Linked DNA regions of Mus musculus: regions 1, 2, 3 and 5 are each linked to region 4. A link is a contact called in public promoter capture Hi-C data. All regions are on one chromosome and are shown on one strand. Each heading gives the region's core, a stretch centred on a gene start, on an enhancer-like site or on the middle of the called end of the contact. The rest is flanking DNA. Distances are from core to core; before and after follow the strand shown.

Region 1 (2,700 bases), core at 52-2,551, 5.9 Mb after region 4:
GTTCCAGTTAGGTTGTCAGGCCTGGTAGCAAGTGCCTTTAGCCATCTTGTTGGCTTACATCTTACATCTCTTTACTGTAGGTTCAGTGGGGGTTGAGTGGGGACAAAGTCATTCCTATGTATTTAATGTTACTTTACCTGCAACTTATGTTTTTGTTTCACGATAAACATCCCTTTTCGTTTTACTGTAATAAAATTGCCTTCAGATTGGCTACCTGCAATGGTGTGATTGCATCTAACACAGTATTTCTAGACTCTAGTCTCTAAAAAAAATTAAATATACATAAAGTCCTACCTCCATGATTTAGCCTAAGTAAGTAAATTAGCTTTATGGATACTCACTGCAGTGCTTGATGTGGTAGTAAAAAACATTCCAACAACCAAGCATAGCTTAAATAAACATACTTTTACAATTCAATATCTACTAATGAGAAAATTTACATAGAAACAAGCTTAAATAGCAGTACTCCAGAAAACACAAGGCTATTTGGTCAAGGTCACTGGACGAAGCTAACTCTTCTTTTTGAAGCACACATTTCCTGGTGACTTGAGAGCATGGCATGAAACCTTTCCTTAAGCGTCCTAATGTCCACTCTCCCCTTCTTCCTCAGTAACAGGATCGGATTTGTGATGGGAGGTGTTTCTCCTGTTTATGCTGTAACTAGGGATCACATTAGGGCTTAAGTAAAAGAAATATAAAAGTGGTTTTAGGAGAAACTTCCGGGAGGCTTCTTTGAGGCACTGATGACAAGAGTGAGGAAAGGAAGCAGACATTAAGCTACTTCCTGTACTAAGATCTCCTAATAAACAAACAAAAATTAGTTACTAAAACCTTCAAAGATCTGGCTAATTCTAATTGGAGAAGAAAAAAGAGGGCCGAGGGAGTACGTATGCCGATTTTCCTTTGAATAAACTTACTTTGCAAAGGTTGATAAGGTTACAAAAAATCGCTCGCGGTAGTGACCTCTTTTCGGGTTTTCCGCGACAATCCGCAAATCGAGACCATTCCTTTCGTAGACCATTCCGTCGCGCCGATGCCGGCCCTTGTCCCATTCCCAAATTTGTCTAGGGTTTGCAGGGTTTCCAGGATACCTCGTGTATCTGAGGATCTGCATTAACTTAAATTTTGGCCCCAGATGTCAGTTAGGAATTTGAGAACAGAGCCCGGCTGGCGGAATTCTCTCAGGCCACCAATCCTGGGCGCAGGGCAGGGCGGAGCTGGTCCCTCCCTGTTACGTAGCCAGTAGTCGGGACCAGACGAGGGAGGGGCGTGGCATACCTGCTATCAACCTTGTGATTGGCATTCCGTCTCCAGTGGCCGCGGCTGTCAGCTGCCCAGAAGCCTGGGCGAGTGAGGACCTACAAAGTTTGTCCGCTCCGGGGCGCCATACCGGCTCGGGTCCGGGCCAGCCGGGCTGGGCTGGGCTGAGCCCAGGAGACCCCGATGGCCGCAGTGTTCCTGGTAACGCTCTATGAATACTCGCCGCTCTTCTACATAGCGGTGGTCTTCACCTGCTTCATCGTCACCACCGGCCTGGTATTAGGATGGTGAGTGTCCAGGGCTGGGAGTGGAGGGCGCGGGGACCGCCGGCCCGGTGTGGGGTCCGCGCAGAGGGTTCGGGTGACTCCGGGAGAGCGGTCACCGCCACCGAACACACTCGGCCCAGGCCAGGCTGCTGCCCCCGTGGGATGGGACCGCAGGGGAGAACTTGGTCCTGGTGCGGGGGTCAGAGTGCGTGTCCCGAAGGCTTTGTCCCGGGCCCCGGCCTACTTTGTGCCTAGCGGGGACCGGTCACCGGCCCCGCAGGCGCGCAGACCTGACCCAAAGGAGCTTGGCTGTTTATGACCCGAACTGACCCTTGCTTGGTCCCAGATCTTTCAGAGGAACTTTTACCCGAATTCTGTATCTACCGATTGCTAATTGAATGGCTTCTTGATGCAGTCTATTTTTTTGGAAGTGATCTTTAGTTAATAAGACGTTTTTAGAAAGGAGCGAGATTTTAGGAATAAGTTATTCTGTGGGGTGGAGGCATTTTGCTTCTAGGAGAGTTACATAACCCAGGAACAATTCTTTCAGTGTTGAGTCTCCGGTATCCCTCTTGAGGAGATGCAGTTTTATCATGTTTAGGCTTATAAAACACAGCTGGTTGAAACCACGGGACTAGCCTACAGCGGTTGCTCTCTAGACTGCAGCTTTCATAGCCCCTTGAAAAGATGGTGAACCCAAATGTATTGAACAGTGGCTCTAAATGAGCAAGAACCATGGCTGGAAGTGGACCGTACAGAAAAGGACATGAGCTGTTACAGTTGGGGAACGAGTTCTCTGAAAACTATGTGAGAACGGGAATGCATTTGCAAGAAGAACAAAGCAAACAGGTTTGAGACTGAAGCGGGCTTTGTAAATCAAGCTCAAAAATACCACTTGATTACATATTCATCGTTACTTTAAAGACTTTAACAGGTCCCGGTCCGTTTCTGATAATAGGATCTCCTTTTGGAAAAAAAGAACATGTTAATATTTCCACTTGACCCCGAGTTACAGCGTAAAACTCCCATGTTGTGGACAAGATAAGATGAAGTCCAGTCTTAAGTTGTTTTCTCTTTAAGACAGGTGGTTTCCCTGTAGCATAGTATGATTGCAGTCCTGTTTCAGCATCCCAAGTGCTGGGAATATAGGGGTGTGCCACCATACGTGGATCAC
Region 2 (2,700 bases), core at 109-2,608, 6.3 Mb before region 4:
CTCAGTCAGAAGTTTTTATTTTTCCTTTTTAGCTTTGTTGGAAAAATCCATTGACTACAGTGGAGGGAGCTTGAAATTTGAGGAGTCTTTAAAAGCAAATCTGGCAGAAGAGGTTGTCTTTTCACTAAAAGCAATTAGTAGTTTTCTAATTTCTCAGATGAGTCTCCATTAGCTGCAAGGCCAATGACTGACCACTCACTTCTCCTAAGGGAAACTGTTTTAGAAAGCTATTTTCTCATTGAAGGTTTAAAATAAAACCTCTCCAAGTTTCTCAACCAGGTGATTCACTGACATGAAAAAAAGTCTCTGCAGAAGAAAACTTAAAAATACTCCGTCCATCATTCACTACCTTCTTGTCCGGGACTAGTTAGTTGAAAACCCAAACCAAAACAAACAATCCGTCCCCCCCAAACCAAAACTTTATTATGAACAATTTGAGACATAAATACTGGTATGATAGCATATGTGTACATATCCCACAGCTCCAACATCGAAGGACATCCTCAGTTAATTTATTCCCTTCTTTCCCAGTTTCCAGAGGCTTAGTCTAAAACAAAATAAACGTATTGGATCATTTTACCTATCAACACTTTAGTGTGTGTGTGTGTGTGTGTGTGTGTTTTAAATTTAAAGCCACATTACCGTAAGCACGTTCGATAAGGATGACGATAATTCCTTAGTAACATAAAATACTCGGGGAGCGGGGGTGGGGTGGGGGTGTGGGGTGTCATTGCTAACAGGTAGGGGACAGAACTCCGTAGTGGGGACTGAACAAGAAAGGAGAGAGAGGATGAAGTGGCCGGCTGAAGCGGATCCCGGCTGCGAGGAGACCAGCACCCGACTGCTCCAGGTTTCGCTGCTCGTTTACCTGCGTTGGCTCTCTCGCACCGTCAGACCAGGTCAAAGGCGGCCCCAAGTTCCCCGCCTCCAAGGTCCGGGCGGTGGCCCAGCAGGCTCGGCGCAGCTGCACAAGTCTCTGTCCCTAGACACCGGAGGGTCCCTGGAGGGGAAACGATTGACACAGCTGCCTGCACTGTGCCGCGAGCCTTCCCGCGCTGCACCTGCGTCTCGTCGCGTGGCTAGGAACTGGGACTGGCTCCGGAGTCGGTGAAGTCCAGCAGGCCCTTAGCCAGAACCTATACCGTTCGCCAGCTCCGGAACCGGGCTTTAGACACCAGGACCTTGCGGAAGAGAGAACTACAACTCCCGTCGGGCCACGCGGTCCGACCAATGGTGGTAGCCGGCGCGTGCGGGGCGCGGCGCCTGCGCGGCGGTTTGAGTAAGAGGCCGTACGATTGGCTGCGGAGTCGGGCGGCCGCGCGGGGCCTGTGGGAAGCGGAGTGACGGAGCGAGCGGCTGTTGGAGGAAGGAGGTGGGGGGCCGGGAGCGCAAATGGCGTTGAGATGGTTCAGGGCCCTGTTCAAACTCCAGCGCTGACCATTCACCGGCGGAGGCGGCGGCGCAGAAGGCGGCGGCGGCCCAGCGGGGGCACGTAGCGGGCTCGGCACCGGCGGCGGCCGCCAGGGAGGCCTAGGCCCTGTCCGGCCGGCGCGCCTGAGGTGGGGAGGGAAGTTGCGGGGCCGCCGCTCACCCCCCACCCCCCCTGTCGCCCGAGCTTCCTATTTACCGAAGCGGAGCCGCGGACTGTGACGGCAGCAGAGCCCCTCGCCCCTCTCGGTGGCACCGGTCGGCACTGGTCTCTCGCGCGGGGCTCCCGCGCCCGCCCGCGGGCCGTTGGGAGCCGGAGAGGCGGAGGCGGCCCGAGGCCAAAGCACCCGCCAGGCGCCGAGGGTAAGTGAGGTCTCGGGCGGCTGCCTAGGCCCGGAGTGAGTTGGGGCGGGTGGAGGCGGCAGGGGCGGCGCGAGGCTCGTTGCTCACCTGGCTTCTAAGGAAGTTGGGCACCGGAGGATCGCAAGAAACTCTTTCCCTTCCCACCTCTTAATTTTGCCTTTTGAGTTCTTCTCCGGCTACTTGATTTGACTTCTCTTTTCCAAACCCGGTCCGGTTGATTTGAGTCCCGAATTCTTTTTCCCCGTCGTCTCCTCCGCCTCTAGCCGTCACCGAGAGGCCTTGCTTCGGGGACTCGGTAGCAGAAGCTTCCGGGGCGTCCGAAGCGACATCCCTTTCCTAGGCTGTGGGGGTTGGGAGGAGAAAAGTTGCGTGAGTGTCCAGCCCGAGGGGTGTCTCGGCTCCAGCCTCCGGGCGCACTCGCAGCCTCAGGTGAGGGTTTCTGTTTGCCCATTCCACTCTCCTCTCTTTATTGAAGCCCCCCTAATGCATTACCTTGGGTGTCTTTCCTGGAAGTGGCTAGGTTTCTTTACAGCTTCAGTGTAAGGAGGTTGGTTGGTTGTTTTGTATACCCTTTCCCTAATTTAAATCGCAGTGCACTTCCATCAAAAGTCAGCTGGGCTTTGGGATGAAGCGAAGGCCTCCCAAATCGAAAACAATCAGTTGTGAACCTTCTTTTCCTTTTTAGTTAGGACTGTTGGTGAAATTTGAAGCCAGAACAAGATAGTGTGTCTGAAATGTGCGTAAAACGTCATGCCAAATATATATGCTGAATTTGTACATATGTTAAGCTTAGATAATGCCATCGCAGTAGTCTGCTGACTTTTTAAAATGGACGTTATGGAAAACAGTAAAAGCAATCACGTAACTCTTGTACTCATATCTCCTGGATTCTGTACATAATAACTCAAC
Region 3 (2,700 bases), core at 16-2,515, 7.8 Mb before region 4:
TCCGTTGCTGTGATAAAACACCATGACCAAGACAAGTTACAAAAGAAAGCATTTAATCTGTTGCTTACAGGTTCGGAGGATTAGAATCCATGATGTCAGAGCAAAGGAACAGTGGCAGGAACAGCTGAGAGTCTAAAAATCACATCCAAGAGGCAAAGAGAGAGGCCCTCACTAGAAACAAAGGGAGAGGACTTTTGAAACCTCAAAGCCCGCCCCCAGTAACTCACCCTTTCCAACAAGGCCACACCTCCTAACACTTCCCAAACATTTCCACCAATTAGAGACCAAGTATGAAAATATATGAGCCTAAGGAAAGCACTCCCATTCAAACTACCAGACATGTATTAAACAATTTAGAGATAGTGGAGGAATCAGAAATAAAAACAAGGAAACAATAATCCCAAAGCTGGGACAGAGGGTCATTCAGGCTAAACACCTATACACACAAGATAATAAAATAAGGTTTTTTTAAAATTTAATAAAAAAGAAAACTCTTTTAGGCCCATAGGAGGTCAGACCAGACACCAAGGATGTAAAGACAGGAGAATTTTTCCCACACTTGAGCCCACACCCAACTCTCTGGCTAGTCCCCAGCCCCCAGCACACCCTTCACTGCAAGGTACCACACTGACCTCCAAGCCTTCCTGAAGGCTTTTAAGAGCAATTCTCAGAAACCACAGTGCAGGGCTGGGCTCCTTCAGTGTCCTCTCAGCAGATGTGTGCCCTCCCTGTCCATCCTGCACATTCCTCCAACCCACTTTATGTCACCGCACCGGCATCACAGGCCCCATCTGTAACTTGTCTCTTTACTAGTTCATTGGACGTAAGTGGATAGAAATGGAGACAATTATACTTGAAATATTCCCTAGAAAGACAGTACCCAACGCCCAGTCATCACTTCGGAAAGACTGGGACAAAGGATTAGGTTCTTGAAAGCTGGGTTTTGAAGGAGAAAGGGATCAATCCTCAGTGGCCCAGATGCTGCTGTTAATGAGAAACATTGGAATTCAAAGGCTGCGTGTGATAACGCAGGTGAAGAAATGCCACCTTAAGAGACTTCTACTTACCAGATCCTGGGGCAGGCAAGGGTGGGGCCAGCTAAGGGCAAGACCAGGTCTGCCCAGCTGCCCCGAAGGCCAGGGTGGGTGGTCCACCCTTCACAAGCTACACCAGGGCTATGAGAGGAGCGTCTCAGTCAGTGTCCCGTTCTATACCTTGACAGTGGCACAAGCCAGAGTTAGTTTTCCCCAGCTGTGGCAGACTCCTACCTCTCAGCAGAGTCTAAAGAAGGGACTTAACCCGTGGTCAGAGGGTAAGGAATGATCTAGTGCCTGGTCAGCTCAGCAAAACTCACAAGTGACAAGGGTGCTGAGAGGCACTGACCACAAGGACCTCCTTCACCGCTCACTTCCTGCCAATCGTCCCTCCTCTCTGCCACCCCGCATTCAGACTAAGTACTGATGGTCACACATGTGCTCCACAGTTGGCTTTGCAGGAAGCAGCGGGGCAGTCTACCGCAACAAACAGCCCCCACCTGGCTGATCTCTCTTATCCAAGATCAGAAAGACGTACCTGGAGGGTGGTGGTCAAAGCCTGCGGATGTCACATGGTGTGAGTGCTTCTATCCCCAGCCTCCAATGGCTCAGCTCAGGGGAACAGACCAAGACCTGGCCTCGCATGGCAGCCATCAACAACAGTGTTTCATTATGAATCACTTGTGCTGGGTTTCTCTTCATTTCCTGGAGAAAGCAGAAGTGGGAAGTCAGCAGATGCCTGCCCTTCCCATCCTTCCCTCCAAGGAGCCAATGACAGAGCTGCTTCACCAATGACTGGCAGGACAACATGGGTTTCACAAAAGCTCCCCTGAGACTGTGTGTTTGGTGATCAAGCAGAGCCAGGTGGGACCTAGGAACAGAAGGGAAAGTACAGCCTGGTGCCCATGTCTGAATTCCGCCTCTGCTGCTTACTAGCTGTGTGCCCAGCAGGCTGGGGTCCGTATGGCTCCTCGTCCTAACCCTCAGCCTCCCAGTCCTAATTTCAAATCCCTAGGAACTAAATCTAAATGCCTTCCCTTCTCTAAATGGTAAGGTATGGGAGCAGGTGTGTGGAATACCAATATGGAAGAATGGCTCTTTCTAAGACCCCAGCAGAGTTCTTAATGTCTCCACAGGATGGAGAAGACTAGATTGGAGCAGAAGCTTAGAGAAAATCAGAAACGTCTTTGTAGATAAGCCAGGCACAGGGGGGACTGGGGGAGACAAAGCCAAGGGTTAGGGGTTGCAGGAGTGTGAGGCTCAGAAACACACAAAGGAGAAAGTGGGGTGTTCTCCTGATGAGGTGACTTCATTCGTGCAGGTGATGTTCTGCCCAGATGACCCACAGGACAATGTGGGTCAGTAGGGGAAAGGGCAGGGTCCAGGCACTTATAAGAGCAGAGAGGAATCTCTGATTGGATGTTGCAGCCTTGTGCCTTTACAATATGCACATTCCCATAACTCCAGCTTTTCCTATGGGGAAAGTTTCACACTCGGGCTCAGCAAACAACTCAGGCCCAGTGCAGAAGCCACCCACCAGGGGAGCAGAGAGACTCCTTCCACAGGTGGGCATTGCCATGTGGAAGGGAAACACCCTTAGGTTTTCCATGGTCAAAGTCATGAACATCAAAAATAATGTTACCCAATGAACAGTGGGCAAGAAAAG
Region 4 (2,700 bases), core at 168-2,667:
AACTAAAGGTGTATAACAAACACACAGTAAGGGTAAAATACATCTAGTGACATAGGTTTCCACCTCAAGAGACTGAGAAGAATCATGAATTCAAGGCAACCCTGGGTTACACAAGACCCTGACACCAAAAAAAAAAAAAAAAAAAAAAAAAAAAAAAGACTTGGGGACAGCTAAGGGAGGAGCCAGAGAGCAGAAGTCTGGGCTTCATTCTAAGGGTTTTAGGGCCCAGGAGGAGTTTTGAGAGAAAGGGTGTCTCCAGCAACCTCTGAGCTGTTAGAATGTGGGGCCCCAGATTTCCTTTCATAAATAAGGAAGCACTCAGCAGGCACCAACTTCTACTCAGAAGCCAAGGGGCTGTGTGGAAACTGTCCCTTGACAGCCACAACTGTGTAGGATTTGGCAGGCAACTGACCTAAATCCACCAGTCCGTTGGGGTGACCACCTAGAGAGCTGAGATCACACCTGCTACAGGCTCCAGCCCAGCGTCCTGCACACGCTGCCCAACACATCTCGATGTCCCAGAACACCAGTGTCCTGATACAGTCACCGTGGCTCTGCAACCAGCTCCGGGCAGGCACTGGCTGAAGACACTGAGTTCTGAGGATTCTGACTGCCTCTCACTGGAGACCAAGTTTCAGTCCTCCAGACAGGAGTTTCAGTGGTTCAGGGGCCGAAGTCCCCAAATGTGCACTCTGCCCACCCTCTGCACTGCACGCCCGGGAGGGAAGGGAATACAGGAGCTCCAACCTAGGCTGAGCCAGAATCACAACTTGGCCAAACCTCGGGCTAGGTCAGGGGTCGGGCTCTGCTCCCAAACACAGCCTTTAGCGACTAGCACCGAGAAGCCAGGATCGCCACCTCCTTAAACTCTTGCCGGACAGCGTGGGACCCCGCGACAGCGTGCACATTCAGGGTGGGTGGGGGCTGGGCGACCGTCCCCTCATCCGGGACCGGAGCTGAATAAAGAGCCTTCCGCTGGGTTCGCAGGTGAGGACCGACAGAGCCCAGGCAGCAGCCGGGAGCAGACACACCTTCCGGGTAGCCCGCCGCGCCTCCCACTCGATACAGCGCCCCAGTTCGGCTCAGCGGGGTCCCGGCCGCGGCCTCCAGAGCTCGCGGGCGGTCTCAGCAGACAAAGCCCGCGCCACCCGCGGGGCCGCCCCCGCCAGCCAAGGGAGTCCAGGGGCCGAGCAGGAACGCGGGGAGCAGCCGCTGTCCCGAGAGGACGCTCACGAGGGCCGGCCCGAGACAATAAAGACAGGCCCGACGCTTCAGCGAGGCCACGCGTTCTACTTACCCGGGCGCGGCAGCAGCGGCGGCAGCACGGCCCGGTTGGCCGAGGAAGTTAGAGCAAGTTCAGCAGCTCCGAGCGGGAGGGCGCGACTCGGGCCGTCCGAGCGGCGGGGGCGGGGCGCGGAGGGGCGGGGCCGCGGCGAAAAAAGAGGCGCCGCTTCCTCGCACCGCTCAGCCGCCCAGTGCGTCTGGCGCACCCAAGCCCCGCCCCCGCTCTTTGCTCCTCCCCATGCAGGAACCGCCCCATCTTTCGCTCCTCCCCCCCACCCAGGCCTGGCTCTCACCGCTCGCTCCGCCCCACTGTGCTATCAGCCCACATCCCACCGCTGATTGCCCCTCCCACATTGATCACCACGCCTTCTCTACGCCCCGCCTGTGTTCCGCCCCCGGGTCGCCGTGCTCCACCCCCTACCGTGCACCCCGCCCTACAAATGGTCATCCATAGGTAATGAGGCGGATCGCTGACCCGCCCCTTTGTCCGGCTCTGGGCGGTGCCCCAAACGGGATTTACCCGGTTCCGCCCTCTCTGTGGCTCCCGGACGCTGGCGAAGTCGATCGCTTGTGGCCGCAGAGTTGAGCGCTCGGCCAAGTTACGCCGCGCAAATGCTCCTCTGGTATTAGCTCTTAACCCGGCGGGAGCCGAGCCAGGGAGAAATGCGAGTTACAAGATGCCTGTGTCAAGGGATGCTCGAGGTGGCTGAGAGGTGGAAGAAGATTGGTGAAATGGCTGGTTTTAAGATGGAAGGCATTCCTGCCCAGCCTTGGGAGCCAGTGTGTGCGGGTAGTTTTCTAGAAACGGTGGTTGAGATTTCTTTACAGCTGAGCCGTAAACACTCGCTCCTTCCAGTCTCGGTGCTAAAAATACCAAGCTTCCTTTGGATGTCCTGCTGAGATTTGCTCATCACCTTTATGCTGAGGAGATGGCTGGGCTGATTCTTGGAAGTGGAAGGTCACAGGACAGGCAGATAGATTTACAGTGCTGTCCACACTGCTGTGATAAAAAGGCCGATCTCGTCCCAGCCTAGATCTGCTTGTCAATAGAGCAAAGCATAACCTTGTCCTGCTTGGTAAACTCGTGTAGATTTGCGGGAGCTGAGGGACAGATCTGCTCCTCTTGGGCTATACAAAAGTGGCATAAGACTGGGGCTATGTTTTTAACACACGCAGCCAACAGGTTAAGTTCATTGTAAAGAGAAAAAGAAAATCTGGAAATAGAATGTACCTTTCTGCTGCTAGTTGTGGTTATTTAACAATGGGGATGTAGCCTGTTTCTAGAATATGCCAGATAGCTCAAGGACCTCTCTGGCAAGGAAACCTGTCCATATTGTCACCTCTAACTAACCAAAATGCATGATTGGGTGTCTGATGTGTGGGCACCAGGTCTTGAATTATCCTGGGGAGTGCAGC
Region 5 (2,700 bases), core at 52-2,551, 6.2 Mb before region 4:
TACTCATGTGCACATACACAATCAATCAATCAATCAATCAATCAAGGTAATAAAAATAATTTCACATGTATATATAAAAAATATCTTATGTCTGTATGGTTGTACACTTGACAAAATAAATCTGATAGCCTATGGCTTAGGCACAAAATAGGTAGGACATTCGGGAGGCAGAAAGGATTCTGGGAGCCAGGAGCAGGAGATTTGCCTGGGAAGATGTAACAAGACAGACACATGGTATCTGAGCACGGGTGACTAGTCACATGGCAGAATATAGATTAAAATAAACGGGTAATCATAAATTATGACCTACTCAGATAAGAACCTAGTTATATGGCCAAGATATTTATAAATATATTTTGAGCCTGAGTCTTAATTCCTGGGAGCATGGGGCTGGGAGGTAGAAAGAACCAGGACAAAACTTCTACACAGGTGTAAAGAGGTCACGGGTGGAGAATGTTTCAGAAGCCCTCCCTCAGCAAGTGAGATCATTGTAATTCCATTATCATCTGAGTGTTGCACCCTACGCTGGTCCTGCACACCATCGGTCTCAGAATATGCTGACTTGGAAACGAGCCTTATGTGATCTTCAGCTGCTGCAGGTAAGGCTCCCTTCTTGTTGCTCTCACCAGCTTCACATTCATGGTGGGGAGAGCCTATCATGCCCAGTTAGACTCACACAGAGGCAGAAAGGACCAGGATTAAATCCATATCTATTCGATGCCCAAGCCGGTTCCGGCACCCCGATCCCTCCTCCTCTGGTGGTATTACTTCTTGTTGGTTCCCGAGTCACCCCATCCAGAGTTTGTTGATGTCAGGAAACTGGTTTTGTTCATGTTTCAATACACAACATGTTAGGAGTGTAGCTTAGAATAACTTTATCTTGACCAGTTGCTAAAAATAAATTCCAATTTGTCTTAGCAAGGAAAATCCCATTTAAGGATCTAGAGAGCTGTGTTCAATGATGCAGGCTCAGAATCTCAGCACTTGGGAGACTGATTCTGCAGGATTGTGGTTCAAAGCAGACTGGGCAAATCAGGGAAACACTGGCATACACACATAAAAGAAAATGAAGTCCCAAAGAAGCGGTAATTTGAAGCATTAACACTCTAGGAAGATTTTAGTTAAGAAAAACAAGATTAATCTGAGAGGCTACCTCCAGGTTGAGTGACTGATAATGCAATTTGTGTGTCGGACAGACTTCCCTGACTAGTCAGAAAACTAAGCAAATTATTAACTTAGAGGTAGCAAAACTACAGGAGAAAGTCAATGTGACTTATTGGGTAATATTTATACAGCTGAAAGAGTGAACATTGGACAAAGGTGACCTTAAAATAATCTTCTAAGGGGGACAGTCAATGGAGAAACCTAGAAAACCTGGGGTAAGCATCATGTTTAGAAGAAATAGTTCAAGGACCTGGGTGGACACTGCTTAGGACCTCACTGAAAATCTCTCTCTCTCTCTCTCTCTCTCTCTCTCTCTCTCTCTCTCTCTCTCTGTGTGTGTGTGTGTGTGTGTGTCTCTCTTACTCCCTGCCACCCTCTTTCCCTCCCTCTCTTTCTCTGTCTGTCTCTGTCTCTCTGTCTCTCTCCCTTTTTCTCCTCCCTCTCTCTCTTTGTCTCTCTCTTCCTCCCCCTCTCTTCCTCTCTTTCTATCCTTCCCCCTCTGTCTCTCTGTCTCTGTCTCTGTCTGTCTCTCCCTCTAAACCTCTCCTCCTCTCCCCCACCTTCTCCTTCCCCTCTCCTTCCCCTCCGTTCCCCATTCCTCTCTCTTTATCTCCTTGACAGAGGGTTTCAGCCCTGCTGGCCTCAAATTTGCTGTACAGTAGAGACTGACCTTGCATTTCCGATTCCCCTCCCTCTACTCTCCAAATGCTGTGATTACAAGTGTGTGGCACTACACCTGTCCTTTCACTGTTAAAGCTTTTGGCATTTGAACCTAAACACTTGTTTGTTGAGATGGAATCTTATAGTCCAGTCTGGTCTAAAGCTCTTGATCTTCCCACCTTAGCCTCCTGGTGCTGGGATTTGTTATAGATTTGTGCCACCCCTGACCCCTGACAACACACATAAAACTGATCTTTATAGCCATGCCTGCTGACATACAACTGCAATGCCAGTTACCCAGGAGGTGTGAAAGGGTAGATGGGACAATAGATCAGTGGTAGGAAGTTTGCCTAATATGCATTGAGGCCCTGGGGTTCATCCCAGGACTGTAGCACTGTATTACCACCACCTAAACAAACAAACAAACAAACATACATACATACAAACAAACACTTCTCTGGAACTTAGGTTTAGACATTTAGTATCGTCAGTATGTCTGGGCCTGGCTTTGGGGTGGAACCCACATCCTGAGTTGAACCCGTAGACCATGAACAGGTTTCTAAACTACTTGAGCATGTATTTTTGCATGACTGGCCATGTGAGCCTTCAGATGGCATTTGGTGACTGAATTGAGATAGTAGAGGACAAATTTGGGAGGTTACAGTTGTCAGCATTTTAGATAGTTGCATGGCATCCCGTGGAAAATGCAACAGCAAGAACCAAATACCACAGGCATGTGCACCACTTCTCCAGCCTCTTCTACTTCACACTTCTGTCATCTGGGATGAAAACTTAAGCACAGTTCTTATAAAAATAGCTCTCTTGTCCCAATCTCCTGCTATATATACACTAGACTTGGTCAAACCACATCCTGTA

Evidence for each region. Promoter capture Hi-C pulls out the DNA fragments that hold promoters and counts their contacts.
Region 1: a contact with region 4 is called in a promoter capture Hi-C map of pre-B cells. The contact joins the promoter of Cgrrf1 here to the promoter of Tspan14 in region 4. A contact is called at or near these places in 1 of 39 promoter capture datasets (pre-B cells) and 1 of 484 Hi-C or Micro-C datasets (CD4 T cells).
Region 2: a promoter capture Hi-C map of pre-B cells shows a contact between it and region 4. The contact joins the promoter of Wapl here to the promoter of Tspan14 in region 4. A contact is called at or near these places in 2 of 39 promoter capture datasets (cranial neural crest and pre-B cells) and 2 of 484 Hi-C or Micro-C datasets (B cells and CD4 T cells).
Region 3: a promoter capture Hi-C map of pre-B cells shows a contact between it and region 4. The contact joins the promoter of Wdfy4 here to the promoter of Tspan14 in region 4. A contact is called at or near these places in 1 of 39 promoter capture datasets (pre-B cells) and 1 of 484 Hi-C or Micro-C datasets (B cells).
Region 5: a contact with region 4 is called in a promoter capture Hi-C map of pre-B cells. The contact joins the promoter of A930038B10Rik here to the promoter of Tspan14 in region 4. A contact is called at or near these places in 1 of 39 promoter capture datasets (pre-B cells) and 1 of 484 Hi-C or Micro-C datasets (centroblasts).

What each region holds. Positions count from the first base shown.
Region 1 is chr14:46,830,833-46,833,532 of GRCm38.p6, forward strand. Cgrrf1 (cell growth regulator with ring finger domain 1) reads left to right here and starts at 1,302. Exons shown (of 6, transcript NM_026832.4): 1 at 1,302-1,547. The coding sequence starts at 1,444.
Region 2 is chr14:34,672,570-34,675,269 of GRCm38.p6, forward strand. It overlaps Wapl (WAPL cohesin release factor), which reads left to right and starts at 1,359. Exons shown (of 19, transcript NM_001004436.4): 1 at 1,359-1,791. 5830448L01Rik (RIKEN cDNA 5830448L01 gene) reads right to left here and starts at 2,099. Exons shown (of 1, transcript NR_165636.1): 1 at 402-2,099.
Region 3 is chr14:33,183,801-33,186,500 of GRCm38.p6, forward strand. It overlaps Wdfy4 (WD repeat and FYVE domain containing 4), which reads right to left and starts at 1,266. Exons shown (of 59, transcript NM_001146022.2): 1 at 1,068-1,266.
Region 4 is chr14:40,965,479-40,968,178 of GRCm38.p6, forward strand. Tspan14 (tetraspanin 14) reads right to left here and starts at 1,418. Exons shown (of 9, transcript NM_145928.2): 1 at 1,298-1,418.
Region 5 is chr14:34,758,894-34,761,593 of GRCm38.p6, forward strand. A930038B10Rik (a long non-coding RNA gene) reads left to right here and starts at 1,302. Exons shown (of 5, transcript XR_001781218.2): 1 at 1,302-1,379.